Regions from separate parts of the Mus musculus genome. Here regions 2, 3 and 4 are each linked to region 1. A link is a contact called in public promoter capture Hi-C data. All regions are on one chromosome and are shown on one strand. The core of a region is the stretch at or near the end of the contact, and the rest is flanking DNA. Distances in the headings are between cores, read along the strand shown.

What was found. Promoter capture Hi-C pulls out the DNA fragments that hold promoters and counts their contacts.
Region 2: a promoter capture Hi-C map of hippocampal neurons shows a contact between it and region 1, with 2.7 times the contacts expected there. The contact joins the enhancer-like site here to the promoter of Tmem68 in region 1. A contact is called at or near these places in 3 of 39 promoter capture datasets (the 3T3-L1 cell line, cranial neural crest and hippocampal neurons), 1 of 115 datasets of contacts at active chromatin or transcription factors (large pre-B cells) and 1 of 9 other capture datasets (liver).
Region 3: a promoter capture Hi-C map of liver shows a contact between it and region 1, with 3 times the contacts expected there. The contact joins the promoter of Cyp7a1 here to the promoter of Tmem68 in region 1. A contact is called at or near these places in 2 of 39 promoter capture datasets (hippocampal neurons and liver).
Region 4: a contact with region 1 is called in a promoter capture Hi-C map of pre-B cells. The contact joins the promoter of Ubxn2b here to the promoter of Tmem68 in region 1. A contact is called at or near these places in 4 of 39 promoter capture datasets (the C10 cell line, hippocampal neurons, liver and 1 more), 3 of 484 Hi-C or Micro-C datasets (CD4 T cells, muscle stem cells and rod photoreceptor), 2 of 115 datasets of contacts at active chromatin or transcription factors (acute myeloid leukemia and astrocytes) and 1 of 9 other capture datasets (adipose tissue).

What each region holds. Positions count from the first base shown.
Region 1 is chr4:3,573,149-3,576,541 of GRCm38.p6, reverse strand. It overlaps Tmem68 (transmembrane protein 68), which reads left to right and starts at 1,689. Exons shown (of 8, transcript NM_028097.4): 1 at 1,689-1,838. It overlaps Tgs1 (trimethylguanosine synthase 1), which reads right to left and starts at 1,663. Exons shown (of 13, transcript NM_054089.4): 1 at 1,413-1,663. The coding sequence starts at 1,516.
Region 2 is chr4:6,344,426-6,347,818 of GRCm38.p6, reverse strand. No RefSeq gene overlaps it. Among named protein-coding and RNA genes, the nearest start is that of Sdcbp, 20 kb to the left of the region's middle. Within about 2 kb of position 1,913, at least 12 of the 459 cell types and tissues checked have an H3K27ac peak or open chromatin away from gene starts, as enhancers often do. A contact at or near this core is called in hippocampal neurons, where this site is marked.
Region 3 is chr4:6,273,961-6,277,353 of GRCm38.p6, reverse strand. It overlaps Cyp7a1 (cytochrome P450, family 7, subfamily a, polypeptide 1), which reads left to right and starts at 1,722. Exons shown (of 6, transcript NM_007824.3): 1 at 1,722-1,862. The coding sequence starts at 1,783. RefSeq lists a promoter at 1,404-1,754.
Region 4 is chr4:6,189,451-6,192,843 of GRCm38.p6, reverse strand. Ubxn2b (UBX domain protein 2B) reads right to left here and starts at 1,739. Exons shown (of 8, transcript NM_026534.2): 1 at 1,631-1,739. The coding sequence starts at 1,714.

The DNA of each region.
Region 1 (3,393 bases), core at 440-2,939:
CTCGACTTTCTGCCAAAAAGGCACTTCAAGAAGACTCTAAATGGAGGAGTTCCTTTCCTCTCCCAAGGCTTCATATTTTTCACTGTCCATCCTGCCAGATTGCTATCAAAGCACCACAGACATGTCTCTTATCCAGTTGAGTTAACTGAGTAATTGTGCAAACCGCTACCTTAGTGCAATATTGATCTCTTTTGCTTAGAAAGTGAATTCAGCGCAGCCTGGTCCCATCTTATATTCCATTACCTACCAGCATCTAATAGGAGCATAAAAAAGAACTTTACTGAATTAAATGTACACCTGAGCGTTGGGAGTCATTTTTGTCTGCTTCTGTAAAAGCCTGTCTGTTAGGCGGAGTCAAGGCAGGTCAGGCTGACAGATTTCCTGGCCTGCCAACGGCATGGAACAAAAAGCTACAACTGAGGCTCAAGGAGAGAGGCTGAACGTTCGATTAATCTTTGTGGAAGGAACAGGGAGGCCTCCGGATGGGAACAGATATCCATTCTCTGTCAGCCATTGTCTGTGCTAGTTTGTGACTTTGTTTCCCATGATACTGTAAAGTGTATTAAGGTTATGAGAAATACATTTGGGGCCAGTGTGGTTCAGGCCTGCAGCCCTCCGGATTTCTAACCTTTGTCTCTGAGTCTTCTTTTCGGTCTTATAATCATCCTCACTCCCCCACTAGAAGACTGTTCAACTCTGAACCAGCAGGACCTGTGCAAATGAGCCTAGTACATTTTTTAAATGTTAAATTTAACATGGTGTTATATTTCTTTTTTGAGGAAACTTTCAGATATCTTCCCTCAAGTACATAATGAAAATGAGTACCTTCAAATTTAAAATTTGTCAATGCTTTTCCCACCAGAAGGTACTTTCTATTCTGGCAATTTTAAACATGAAACCAACATTTCCCCCAGAGATGTCTCTAAAACTGCCATAAACAGTTAACACTTTTATCTCAAATAATTAGACGTTTCAGATACATAAATTTTTGTTGGAAAGGATTTTACAGTTTGCAAATAGAGCTCTAATTTGATCCTTCATCTCATCAATCTATTTGTATTAGTTTACACTTCACACTCCATCTTACTGGTATAGCTCAGGATGGTCTTGAATTTGCTATCCTTCTGCATGGCCAATACCTGGGCCATCTCGCCCGACTCAACCAATGTTGAGATTGGCCCTTCATTTATGGAAACCCGAAATGACACATATAAGGTACCACATTTAAAAAAAAATCAAAATTATATTAATCTTCCCTTTAGTAATTGCAGTAGAACATTCCTTCATGCCCGCGGGGTTTCGAGTTTCTTAGACATCAGGTCATGTGGCTTTCTGGAAAGCCTCTCTCTAACTCTGCGACACCCCCATTCCTGAGCAAGGACAGAAAGTGAGAGAGGACCGTCGCGACTTACTCCACAAATGCCCGGGAGCAGAGGCAAAGGATCTTGTACTCCTCCTCGCGGTCTTCAATGAAGAGCAGCATTTCGGCCACATGGTTCCACTTCTCGCAACACATTTCGTTATCCGGGCTCGCTCTGGTGTTGTCCGCGACTGGGCCGGGCGCTGTTGCTGAAGACAGAAAGGCGTAACTCGCGCGGGCAGAGGAGCGGAACGCGCCTGGGGACGCTCGAGCCGGGAGCCAGCCAGCCGCGCTACCGGAAGCAGCGACAGCAGCTACCGGAAGGGGCGGGGCGACCGACGGTCCTACACCCAATGTGGCTCGGCCTTCTTCCTCTCAGGCAGTTAAAGGAAACCGGCACTACCCGCGTGTCTGCTTCTCCCGGCTCTGCCGCCGACCAGCTGCCGAGGTCGCCGATTTCCTGTGACTTTCTTGTCAGGTGCGTCGAGCTCCCCATGGACTTCTCCATGCTGTTCTAGCCGGTAGCAGGCGTGGTGTCCTGGTCGCGGGGCCCGGAGCGGAAAGCCGGACTAGTTCCCGGCCTCTGCGCCTGCGCCGTGCAGTATATCTACAACTGCAGTATTCCTTCCTTTCATAACTCCTAAATTCAATATACCAGTCTAGATGTGAATTATAGATAGGCATGGTGGTATACACCTTTAATCTCAGACTTGGGAGGCAGAAGCAGACAGATCTCTCTGAGATCAAGGCCAGCTTAGTCTGCAGAGCAAGTCAGGTCCACACAGATGCTGTCTCAAAAATAACTAAATGTCTTACAGCATTATTGGAGAGAGTGACTAGAGTTAGACTATGATGCAGTAGAAGAGTAGTCATTAAAAGAGTAGGGGACTTTAACCAAAAGTAGAAGAGCATTTTTATATTGAAAAACAAAATCTTTGCAAGGTAATGTACATCAGAACCCGGAGAAAGAAGCTTGAACTCAAGGGGTTTTTGTTGTTTGTTTTCTTTTTATTGATAAGTGACACATGGGTGTGAGGAGAAGGCTTATTGGTTATTCGAGTTGGTTAAAGGGACAAAACATTCACGGGTGCATGAAAGTTGTCCTCCGCCTTCACATGCTCACTCATGCATCCTCCCCACAGGGTCAGGTGATTAAAAAAAAACATTTTAAAATTCTTTAAAAAGCCAATGGCATGTAATAATTTTACATATTTCTGGGTCACGGGGCAGCATTTCAGTGCATGTAGAAGATCATGAGAAGATACATTCATGAGAAGATCCGGGGAAACGATATATTTCTCACCTCAGACACTGTTTCTTTGTGTTGGGGCATTCAAACTGTTCTCTCTTAGCTGTTTTTGGATACTCACTTTGTAATCCAGTTTTCCTACTGTGCTTTAAAAGTTAAGTCTTCCTTTTGGCTATGCTCCACACCCACTAAATCACCATGTCTATATACTTCCCTGCACTTGTCCTGACTCGCTGTTAATCTTTGAGATTAACTTCCTTGTATGAGAGACTGATATGGCACCACCCAGAGTTAGTGTGAGACTTCCCACCTCCATTAACAACAGCAAAACCAACCAAACAACCTCACAGACATTCTCAGAGGTTTGTCTCTTAGGTGGTTCTAAACCCATAAGCTGACAGTCAAGAGTAGCAACAACAGTGTTGCTATCTATTCTTCATATGTTTGATAGCCAGTGACTATTCAAGCCCCCCTTTTAATGGGATTATTTGGGTTTTTTGACTACTTAGAAATAAATCTTTTGACTCTAGAAATAAATCTACTGTTCAACTAATAGTTTTTTTTTTTGTTTTTTGTTTTTTGTTTTTTGTTTTTGTTTTTTTTTTGTTTTTTTTGCTTTGGATGTCTGTTCTTTGGAGGGCATAGTTTCCCCTATATTTTCTTTTAATACTTTAAAGGGCAAAATAACATTGCTGCCTTTGTTTAAAAGAAATTGGTGGCAAGAGCGTGGGTTTATTTTTATATTCTGTTTGGTTTCCTTGGTCTACATGTCTTCATGACAGTT
Region 2 (3,393 bases), core at 664-3,163, 2.8 Mb before region 1:
GGCTGAGGTATTACACTATGGGAACTCTGGAAGACCAAAGGCCTTGTGTTCAGTTGTCCACCAAGGTATGAAGAGTGTTGGTCCTTATTAAGACTGGAGGTGACTGTATTTTAGTTCATGCGAGCCTTGCTCTCTTTCTTAGGCTGACTGTACACTTAGATGTCTATGGTGACCCCACAATCAAAATCACCAAGACTTCCTGGCCATACACAATATATGTGTCTCTAGTGGCTGAATACATGCTGGGAGGGGCTATCTTCTGAGTTCTGGCAACCTTCCAAGTGACAGCCAGTGAGTATACAATGTAAGTAAGGGCTGTGAGTCAGTGACAGAGGTCATCCACAGCACTACCCACAGACACTGCCAGCCTCCCAGATATCAGCGACCTAGGGAGCATGAAGAGATTACTCAGACTATTTAACGATTAGAAGGAGCTGATAAAATAACACAGACAGCACGGTCCCTTATACTGCAGTGGTGGCCACTGCACAAGTCAATGGAACTGGAGAATGATTGTGGGCTAAAAGGAACTGAAAGAGGCAACTTCACTCATGTGTACCGTAGTGCCACCATCATGGACTCGATAGATCAACTGACTTGTCCTTGGTTAGATACCACCATATGGCAGACCTGGAAAAGGCTCTTCTCTCCATTGGCGTGGTCTTGGAGAGTCAAGAAAAAATTGTCTTCACCCGGGAAGGTGATTCATGGGAAGCTCTCAGGCTCACAGCTGCTGATTCCACATTTGCCAGAGAATCAGAAGTTGGCACAGTATCATCATTATAACAACACAGCGTGGTTGCCTTGGGCTGTTTTCAGAATCCAGAGTCCCAAGCTACCAAACCATGGTAGACGGTGAGGCTAAGCAAATACCTCAGACAAAAACGATGGATGTTCATTGTGGGCCCCCCCCCCCCCAGGTGGGAAGTCTTTTGACATCTAGGAAAACAAACAGGAGTCTGTGACAGTCTTTCATGTGACCGGCCATAAACCTTTACTCAGTGTAGGAGTATGAGGGAATGGTAAGGCCAGTGGGTTAGCCAGTATTCTGTAGATACAATGGCCAGGAACAGAAGAGTCTGCTGTATGGCTGTACTGGCAACTAGGACATACAGGCAGCAAGGCCATGGTATAGATAAATGCTCAATGGAAAATGAGACTTCTGAAGGAAGGGATGTTTTCCGGGCAATCCCCAAACAGTAGTGACTGCAATAAGCCTAGTTGGAAGAAGAGCAAGAAGAACCCCCTAATACTTAACAAGTTGACTACATCAGGTGCCTTCCTGTGTCTGACGATTGTGCTTGTACCTTTACAGTACTGATATGATGACAGGTCTCTTGTTTGCTGATCCTATTGCCCAGGCTGACCAGAAGGCAACCACAGCATCTCCTCTAGCCTAAAGTGAACTGTAATACTTTAGGATGAAGAGCCTGATTACTGGTCAAATGTTGTTCTTCTCTATAGTGTAGCTGTGGACGATGGGCTCAAGAACTGTTCCTGTAGGCAGTTCTAATAAGGTGCCTGGGGTATGTGGAATGAAGGGAATAAAGACTGTAAGGGGAAGAGAAAGGTTTAGATATGGCTGCTACTAAATGTCTGTGGAACCATAAGTAAGCAATAAATGCAAGTGGTATATAGTTCTTTATATATAGCCCATTATATGTTAATGGGTTATGTAACTCATTCTGGAAAGAAGCCATTTTGCGGTGATTATGTATAAAATGTCCTTAGGAGCAAGGGCATATGATCTAGCCCTGCATAAATTCTGTCACATCTTCCCTCAGCTGCACATATCACCTTTAATTACTTGGCTCCTTACTAACCTCCATTATTGGCACTCAAGATGGGCTTGTCAACACTGTCTCATCTCCGAGCATCACAGGGAGATGGTAAGTAGTCTATAGATAGTTCAGGATAGGGAAACAGCTGTTCCCTAACTGCTACTCCAGTCAATGGTGATTGCTCTATGCTATTATTAGCATCTTACTTACCCTCACTATGTCTAGTTTATAAAATAATTTATGTTATAGGCCTGCATGGATAGAAAACACATAGTATATAAAGAGGTTACTGCTGCCCTAAATTTTAAAGCATTACAGTGTCCTGAAATGTATCCTATACATGAGGGGATCTGCTGTGATCCCTCAGTTCTTAGCTCTAGCCTCCATCCACCTCCTGGCAGCTATCTCTGTACCAGGGGCAGATGGACAAGGTGCACTGTAGGAGGCCATATGGCCATCTGCCTTTGACTTTGTTCTGCATCATCTTGAGTTTCTCCCCCATGGCCCTCTGTGTTGAGTTGGAGAGTCCCAAGCCTTTCCTTCGCTCTCGTATAGGCAATGCATTGTCTAGCAGCTTCTTGAGAAAGAGACTATAAAGAGACACGCTTAAGGCTTTGCCTCTATAAAGATTTGAGTCTAGATGTTAAATAAAATGAAGCCATGGAAGGAGGCAGGGAGTGAAGCAGGCTAGAAAACCAACCTTGGCTGAAAAATGGTGTTCAGATGTGAAAGGGGAATATTACACCAGTTCTAGTTTTCCTTGAGATTATTCTTGCTTTCTCACTGTAATTTCTTTATAAAACCTCATGGGTCTGACAAAATGCTTTCTACAAAAATACATGCTATAAACAACATGGCAGATGGCACGCACAGGCTGAAAGACAGAACACGGTGCTTAGCGTGTTCTCAAATAGAAGCAGCAAGCAAAAGCAAGGCAGCTATTTAAAAGCATGTCTTAAATAAATTTTTTTTTTTAAAAAAGAGCATGTTCCCTGCCCAGTCTTACTCTGAGATGGCTTTGAAGGCAGGAACTTGTCTCCACATTTTTAAGGTGTGTGTGTGTGTGTTCTGTGTGTGTATTTTAACAGACCAGCTTTATAAAAATTAAAAGCTTGAGTAGTGGACTACTACCTTGTTTTGAAATCAAGAGGGACTCTTCTTCCCCCCTCCTTCTCTCTGACTTTTCCTTGTTTCCTGGCAGCTACCTTATCTGTCAGCACACCTTAGCAATCACAAAACCATCAAGAGACTCATAGCAACTCTTGAATACACTAACACTAAAGGAAGGCACCACCTTAAGCTTTTCTTATGGGCTTGTGTATTGGTGAAGCCTTTTCTGTAATTGTGGACAAAGGTTGTCACTGATTACATGGGGGAGATGCACTGGGGACATCCCATGCATAGGACTCAAACTGTGTTGATAGTATCACATTGTATCATTTCCCCATTTATTAATTTCATGTGAGTCAATTCACATGCCTTAAACACATGATGTTCTGTGATGGTTTCCATTCGCCATAAAGAGAAGCTTCTTTGAGGAGGTTTGGTAGCTAGGAGAGAGGGATTTATTCTCTGCCCTCTTATTGGTTGTCCAGTACAAAGTGGTCAGCAT
Region 3 (3,393 bases), core at 473-2,972, 2.7 Mb before region 1:
GTCTTAAAAAAAGAATTATTTGAATAAGTTGTTCACTAAGATAGTTTTATTCAGATTAAATACATAATAATAATAATAATAATACACACACTATACAGATATGTATCCAGAGACATATTTGTACAGTTTATTTCTCTTTTATTGTTTTCTTTTCTCCCCTTTTCCTGGCATCGGGGAATAGAATGCACTCTCTCTGGCCTAGTGTCATACTCTACCTACTGCTTCTGCTAGGTGACCTGAGAGGGTCGCTTGGCTTTAAATATCAAAAATGCTGACGGCTTAACATCTACATCACTGATGTTTTCCTTTCTCCTTACCTCAGATTCTTATACTCAGCTGAGAAATTGACATTGTCCCTTGGATTTTCAAATGTTCAAAACATTACACTGGTATTTTGCCTTCCAAGGCAATAGGTCCAATCCTCTCTCCACTCTATATGAAGCATATAGAAGCAGCCCTATATGAACTAATTTTTGCTTATCTTCTAGTCTCTTTCTTAAACCCAACTCCATCTTCTATCCTCCATTTGTTCATTCTGTGTTTTAGCACACCAAGTTCATCCTCTCTCTGCTCAGGAACTTCACCTTTGCTGTCCCCTCTCCTGGAAATGTCTTTCCTTAGCTATTCTATCTCAAGTATCATCTTTTCAAAAAAGCTTCTCCTATCAACATATTTAAAGCCATATTTATCCCTATACACCTCATTTTATGGATACACAACACATATTTGCTGTCTCCCCATCAAAATACAATCTTCAGTAGAGAAACTCCCTGTCTTGTTAGTACCTGAAACCAGAATATCTTCAAAGAGTTCCTGGAACATAAAAATGCTCAATTAATATTTATGTTAAGTAGGGAGCTGGGGTGTAAATCAGCGGTAGAGTGCTTGCCTTGGAGGAGTGGGGCCATTGGTTCAATCTTCAGCACAAAATGAAAGATTATGCTGAGTAAAGTTGGGAAAGTTGTATACCAGTTTATGAGTAGTATAAGAGGTAAATTATGAATTCATATTTACTTTGACAAGAAGTGTTGTAGTCTTTATTTGAAATAAAAGTACATCTTAATTACAAATAAAAATTGGTAAAGAGTGAATTCTCAAGCTATGGCTGCCTAGAAGATGAGTGCTGGGAGGTTTTCTATTTCGACGATAGTAGATAGACTACATGAAGCACCTGTGGCTTTATAAACACACTGAACAATCAAGCAAAAACAAACAAACAAAGAAACAAACAAAACAAACTGTTCCACACCGTTCACATCCTTTAGGATCGGTTGCTGTATACTTCTGGAAATTAATTTAAATAATTTTCCCCAAAGGTTAATGACATGGACAGCCAGTATTAAAGCCAGGATGGAAAGCTTCTGCCTGTTTTGCTTTACAACACACTCCACATCTTTGGTAGGTGAGCTCTTCTGTAGTGTGTTTACTTCTTTTTCTACACACAGAAGCACAGTGTTAGCTGTTGTCCCCAGCTTTGAATGTTATGTCAGCACATGAGGGACAGACCTTCGGCTTATCGACTATTGCAGCTCTCTGCTTGTTCTGGAGCCTCTTCTGAGAAGATGGACTTAGTTCAAGGCCAGATAATGCTATTTTTTTCTTTTTTCTTTTTTCTTTTTTTTAGGAGGACAAATAGTTAGTGTTTGCTCTGGTCACCCAAGTTCAAGTTATTGGATCATGGTCCTGTGCATATATAAAGCCTAGTTAGAGCCACAGTTTCTGGACCGTCTTGCTTTGCTAAGCACAGATTCTCCCCTTGGGACGTTTTCCTGCTTTTGCAAAATGATGAGCATTTCTTTGATCTGGGGGATTGCTGTGGTAGTGAGCTGTTGCATATGGTTTATCATTGGAATAAGGAGAAGGTATGGAAACATTTTTTAAATTTGTCTTAATTTATTTCTAGTATTCAATACCTTCATGATTACACAGCATGAAAAAAATACTAGTACATTAGTACTTTTAATTTTAAATTTAAAAGACACATCTTTGACTAAATCTAACAAGATATAGATAGTTCCCCTTAGCATATTCACATTCACCACTGGTAATGCAGATCTTGTTAAACATAACTAAAAAATTACAAGTTTTTGATGCAAGTTTATGTATGCGTGTGTGGAGCAAACCTAAGCTGAGAAGAGTAATATTTAGAGGGGTTCTTTCTGTGACATGAACTGACTAGATGCTCTGCCTAAGCAAGTGTGCAGTCATCTGGGTTTTCTGCAGACTCCGTCTAAGCTTGGGTGAGAGCACAGAGCCTGAGTTTGTCTGCCTCTAACTTTTCTTTCCAATGTTAACCAACTGTGTGACTGGGAAGCTTTGGTGCCTGCACATGATATCATTTTGAATGACTCAAAGAACATTTCGGGGCAGGATATTTAGATATTTTCTGGACTGTCAACATCAAAATAGGACAATACCCCTGGCATTATCTTCAGAGAGGTAAACCAGTATGTGTTCTCTTAGTTTAAAAAGTGTTTCTTTGCCTCTTCGGCTGATAGTTACCAGTTTAAATTAAACAGCTTATCGTCATGCTAAGAAAGGAAATATCAATTATACTCAATTATTCTTAGAAGAGATGAAGAGATATTCTTCACCAATATCTTAATAGGCTAAAAAAACCCACTGTTTTAATAAAAAAGCAGGGTCCCCATCATCAAAAGAAGTGTCTACAAACTGTAGTTAGGAAGCTTGAAATAAATAGTAGAAAACACTAAATATATAATTTATTGGGAAATAAATAAGCTTATAATTTTAATAAAACATTTAAGAAAGAGTAAAAGAGTATTGGATTTTAGTTCATGGTTTGCCAATGTTTACTTGATCCAATTTCATTTTATAATGATCTAATTTTCCAAATGAGATTCCTATTCACTTCAAATATCATCTCAGAATAATAATGTTCTTTTTTCCAGAGTTGAGGATCAAAGGGAAGGTTTTATAAATGTTATCAAGAGCTCCACCATTGAGCCACACCTCCAGTCCTCAGGATGCTAGTATTTTAAATTCTGTAGATTGTTAAAACTTTAACACTGTAGCCCTTTCTGTCATTTGATGTTTCCCATCCTTAAAGAAAAAGAGCAAATGTTACATTATAGGCATTTAGGGAAATGATTCTTAGAAAAGTTTAATCATTAGGTGATACTTCGAGAGCAAGAATCTTGTTGGCTATGTTAACACTCTAAGCTCTGCCATTGGGAAAAGCAATAGGACATAGGCATAGAAAACAATTTATTGGGTTCTTGATGAATGTGTGAATACACACACACACACGTGTGTGTGTATATATATATATATGGAGGTGGATAGACTGATGGATGGGTTAATAGATAGATTCGTGAGTGGATAGATTTAGTAATCACCCTCACCAATATCTTAGTACACTAAAAAAGCCAC
Region 4 (3,393 bases), core at 490-2,989, 2.6 Mb before region 1:
GTTTTTTGCTTTGTTTTATTTTGTTTTTTTGTTTTTTGTTTTTTGTTTTTTTTTTGGCATTCAGTGATGCTTCAAACTATGCTTAGTTCTCCAAACAGTTATGAAGGTGTCCAAAAGGTTATATGTGGTTAAAATAGAGACTGTTCAGGACAATTAAACCTAGATTATTCATAAAACAAAATAGAATTCCTGAATGAGGCAGCTTCTAGACCCAGAGCATGTTGGGAAAACTCCAAGTGACAATAAGATGTGACTTTATGAAAACTAGCAAGCCAGACACAGAAAATACACTGCCTCACTAGTGTGCTGTTTAGTTTTATGTCAACTTGACAAAGCCAGAGATATCAGGGAAAGGGGGGCTCGATGAAAAAAAAATGCCTTCATAAGGCTGTAGGCAAGTCTTTGGAGCATTTTCTTAATTAGTGATGGATGGTGGAGGGCCACACACACTATGGGTGGTGCCAAACCGGGGCTGTGAGCCCAGGGTCCTATAAGAAAGCAGGCTGAAGAAACCTTGGGGAGCAAACCAGTACGTAGCACCCTTCATAGCCTCTGCATCGGCTCCTGCCTCCATGTTCCTGCTCTGACGTCCTGTCTGATAAGGAACTGTGAGTGGAAGCATGAGTCTTTCCTCCCCAAGCTGCTTTGGTCATGGTGTTTCATCACAGTGACAATTACTCTAAGATAACGAGCTAACTGGCTCCGGGGTCACCGGAACCAACCAGTGCTCAATTAATACCATTAGAATTCTGCATTGGCTTGGTCTGTAAAGCTGCTTTACAAGCCTGTTTCAAATCTGAGACCTTTCACAAAATTTGATAGCACACAACAGTATCCACTACTACTTCTGGATTTGATGTCCTATTTGTATCCACATTTCCCAGAGCTTCAGCACAAAGTTAGAATGGCAAACGGTCAGTACGTCTGGTTACAGAATGAAGACCTGCTATAAAAATGCTCTGTCAAGGTTTGCGAATCCAGGCTCATTTATTCTGAACTATAACCCCTAATATATGTTTAATCGTTTGAGTTTTATCAATGATTTCATGAGGAGATAGAAAAAAAAGGCTAAAATGGACAAGCAGTATTAGCATCGGACAAGTGTTTAGCTAATGCCAGCATCCTAACATTGCTGAGTTTTATTTCTGTTAAGCTGTTTTGTGAACTCTTTCAAGCGAGCTGTGACCAAAGCCTGAACTGTTTTAAGCTCTCCCCTGCAAAACCGCAGGCTTTTGGAGAAGAAAGTGCTTTTAATGTATAAATCATCAAACGTGAAAAAGCATCCAGGAGAACAAACCAGCACGCGTCATTTTTAAAGTTACTTTTTTAGTGATGGCTGATTTATCACTGGCCACAGCAACTCCCCAAATGCAGGCAGCATCAGCTGGGAGGCACCCAGATGGCTCGGCAAAATGACATTTGCTTTGTGCATCCAGCGTGAAGGGAACCCCTGTACCGCCGCCTGAGGCTAGGGCACAGGATTCCACACGCACCCCTCCGCAATGCGCCTCCAGGAGAGACCCTCCAGTTCTCCGGAGACAGGCTCAGGTGAGGTACAAAGTGGCTCTGGCCCGCGCCCGCCATGCCCACGCCCTCTCGCCCGCCGCCGCCGCGCTCCATGCCTGCGCACCTGTAAGTCCCGCGCACTTGGGGGCCGTGGCCTGGAGGACCCACGCTCCTGCTCCTCCGGCTCCGCACGGCCACCCTCCGCCATCTTTCACCCGCTTGCGGCGCCTGCCCCGGACCGCGACTTCCGGGGTTGGTTGCTTAGCGACTGTGGAAGGGGCGGAGCCACTCCGTGACTCCCACTGCCTTGGAGAGGGGGCGGAGCCGTGCCGGGTTCGTGGTGTTCCTCCGGGCTCCTTTTCCCCCCACCAGCCGGTGCGCACTCGCTGTAGGGTTCCGGTCCGCAGGGCTCGCCAGTTTTTCAGTTTTTGAGATCTCTCTATAGTCACCATTCGACTCGCTGGGAGATGCTGTAGGTTGCCTTTAGAGCGCAGCGTTGTCTTCCAAGTTCATTTAACTCAACAATGCAATATCTTAGCAGATGAACAACTCCACCTTTCATTTCCCCTTATCTGTCATTTTCCCTTATCCAGGATTGGATGGTAAATTAGTCCTTCTGAGTGGATCCGTATTGAGGATAGGAAACACGGTAAAGCTTTTGGCAATGAGAATGGAGACTCTTAAGCCATCTTCTTTTCTGCTGGGATTGACTTAACTCTCATCTTAAGTCCCAGACACTTACACCTCCAAGAATTGCCTCCCAAGAAAAAAAAAAGAAGCCTTTATGAAATTTATAAGCTAGGAAGGGAAAGAAAGATATAAGCAGGTAACAGAGTACACTTTACTTTGCAAAGAGTATTTATTACTCGCGGACTGTATGTGAATGGAGAATACTCTCTTGGTGCCTGTTGTGTGTACCATGCTAGGTGGGAGCCTACAGCCTGCTGCCTTGGCTGTTCTTTGAGTTTCGAGCACTTAAAAAAAATAAACAAAAACAAAAACTTATGAGGTAGAGAAGATGAAACTGAGAGGTCTGCAACAGACCTTTTAGAATTAAATCCACATCTTAGCTACTTTTCTTGGTTGCCCCTGGTATGTAGATACAGCCACACAGGCTTTCAGGTTTCCCACGAAGACGCTAATCACATGATTGTTTTAAAAAAAATAAAATGTGTGTCCTTTTCTCCTGAAAATTTATTTAGTTCAGTTTTATTTTCAGCTTGAGACTCAGAAGGCAAAGGATAATGGTCCCTCTCCCCAGTTCAGTTAACTCAACAGTGCTCCACTCATATTGCTGAGTATGTAATGATGTACTTGAGCGAGGCAAATGATAATTAAACTAGAAACTAGCAGTACAAGTTACCAAACCTTGCATTGCTGTCTTGATACACATTCTGCCTTAAAAATTCCCATCATGTTTTTGACAAGAAATGACCTTTTAATGTTGGGCCTTGAAGGAGAAGAACTTTTCACAGTTGTTGGGCCAGGAAAGACCACAAGTAAAAAGTCACAGATAAGTTCTAAGACAGATAATGGAAACATCTTACACATGTCAGCAAAATACTACCTGGTTGTTTAGAAATGATTTTTTTTTTTAGAAGCGATTATGAGGTGGTCAGAAAGAGCCTTAGACTAGAGTTTTGGGCTAAGTTAGATTCTGATGTGTAAGCAGCCAGGCTTATTTACTGGGCCAAGGTCACCAGATGTGGCCTTGAGTAATGAAAATCAGTCCAACTGGAGAGACCACAGCAAGACTGAGACTGTGACAATTCTTTTCAATTTTTTTATTAGATATTTTCTTCATTTATATTTCAAATGCTATCCCGAAAGTCCCTTATACCCTCCCCCCACCCTGCTCCCCTACCCACCCACTCCCACTTTTTGGCC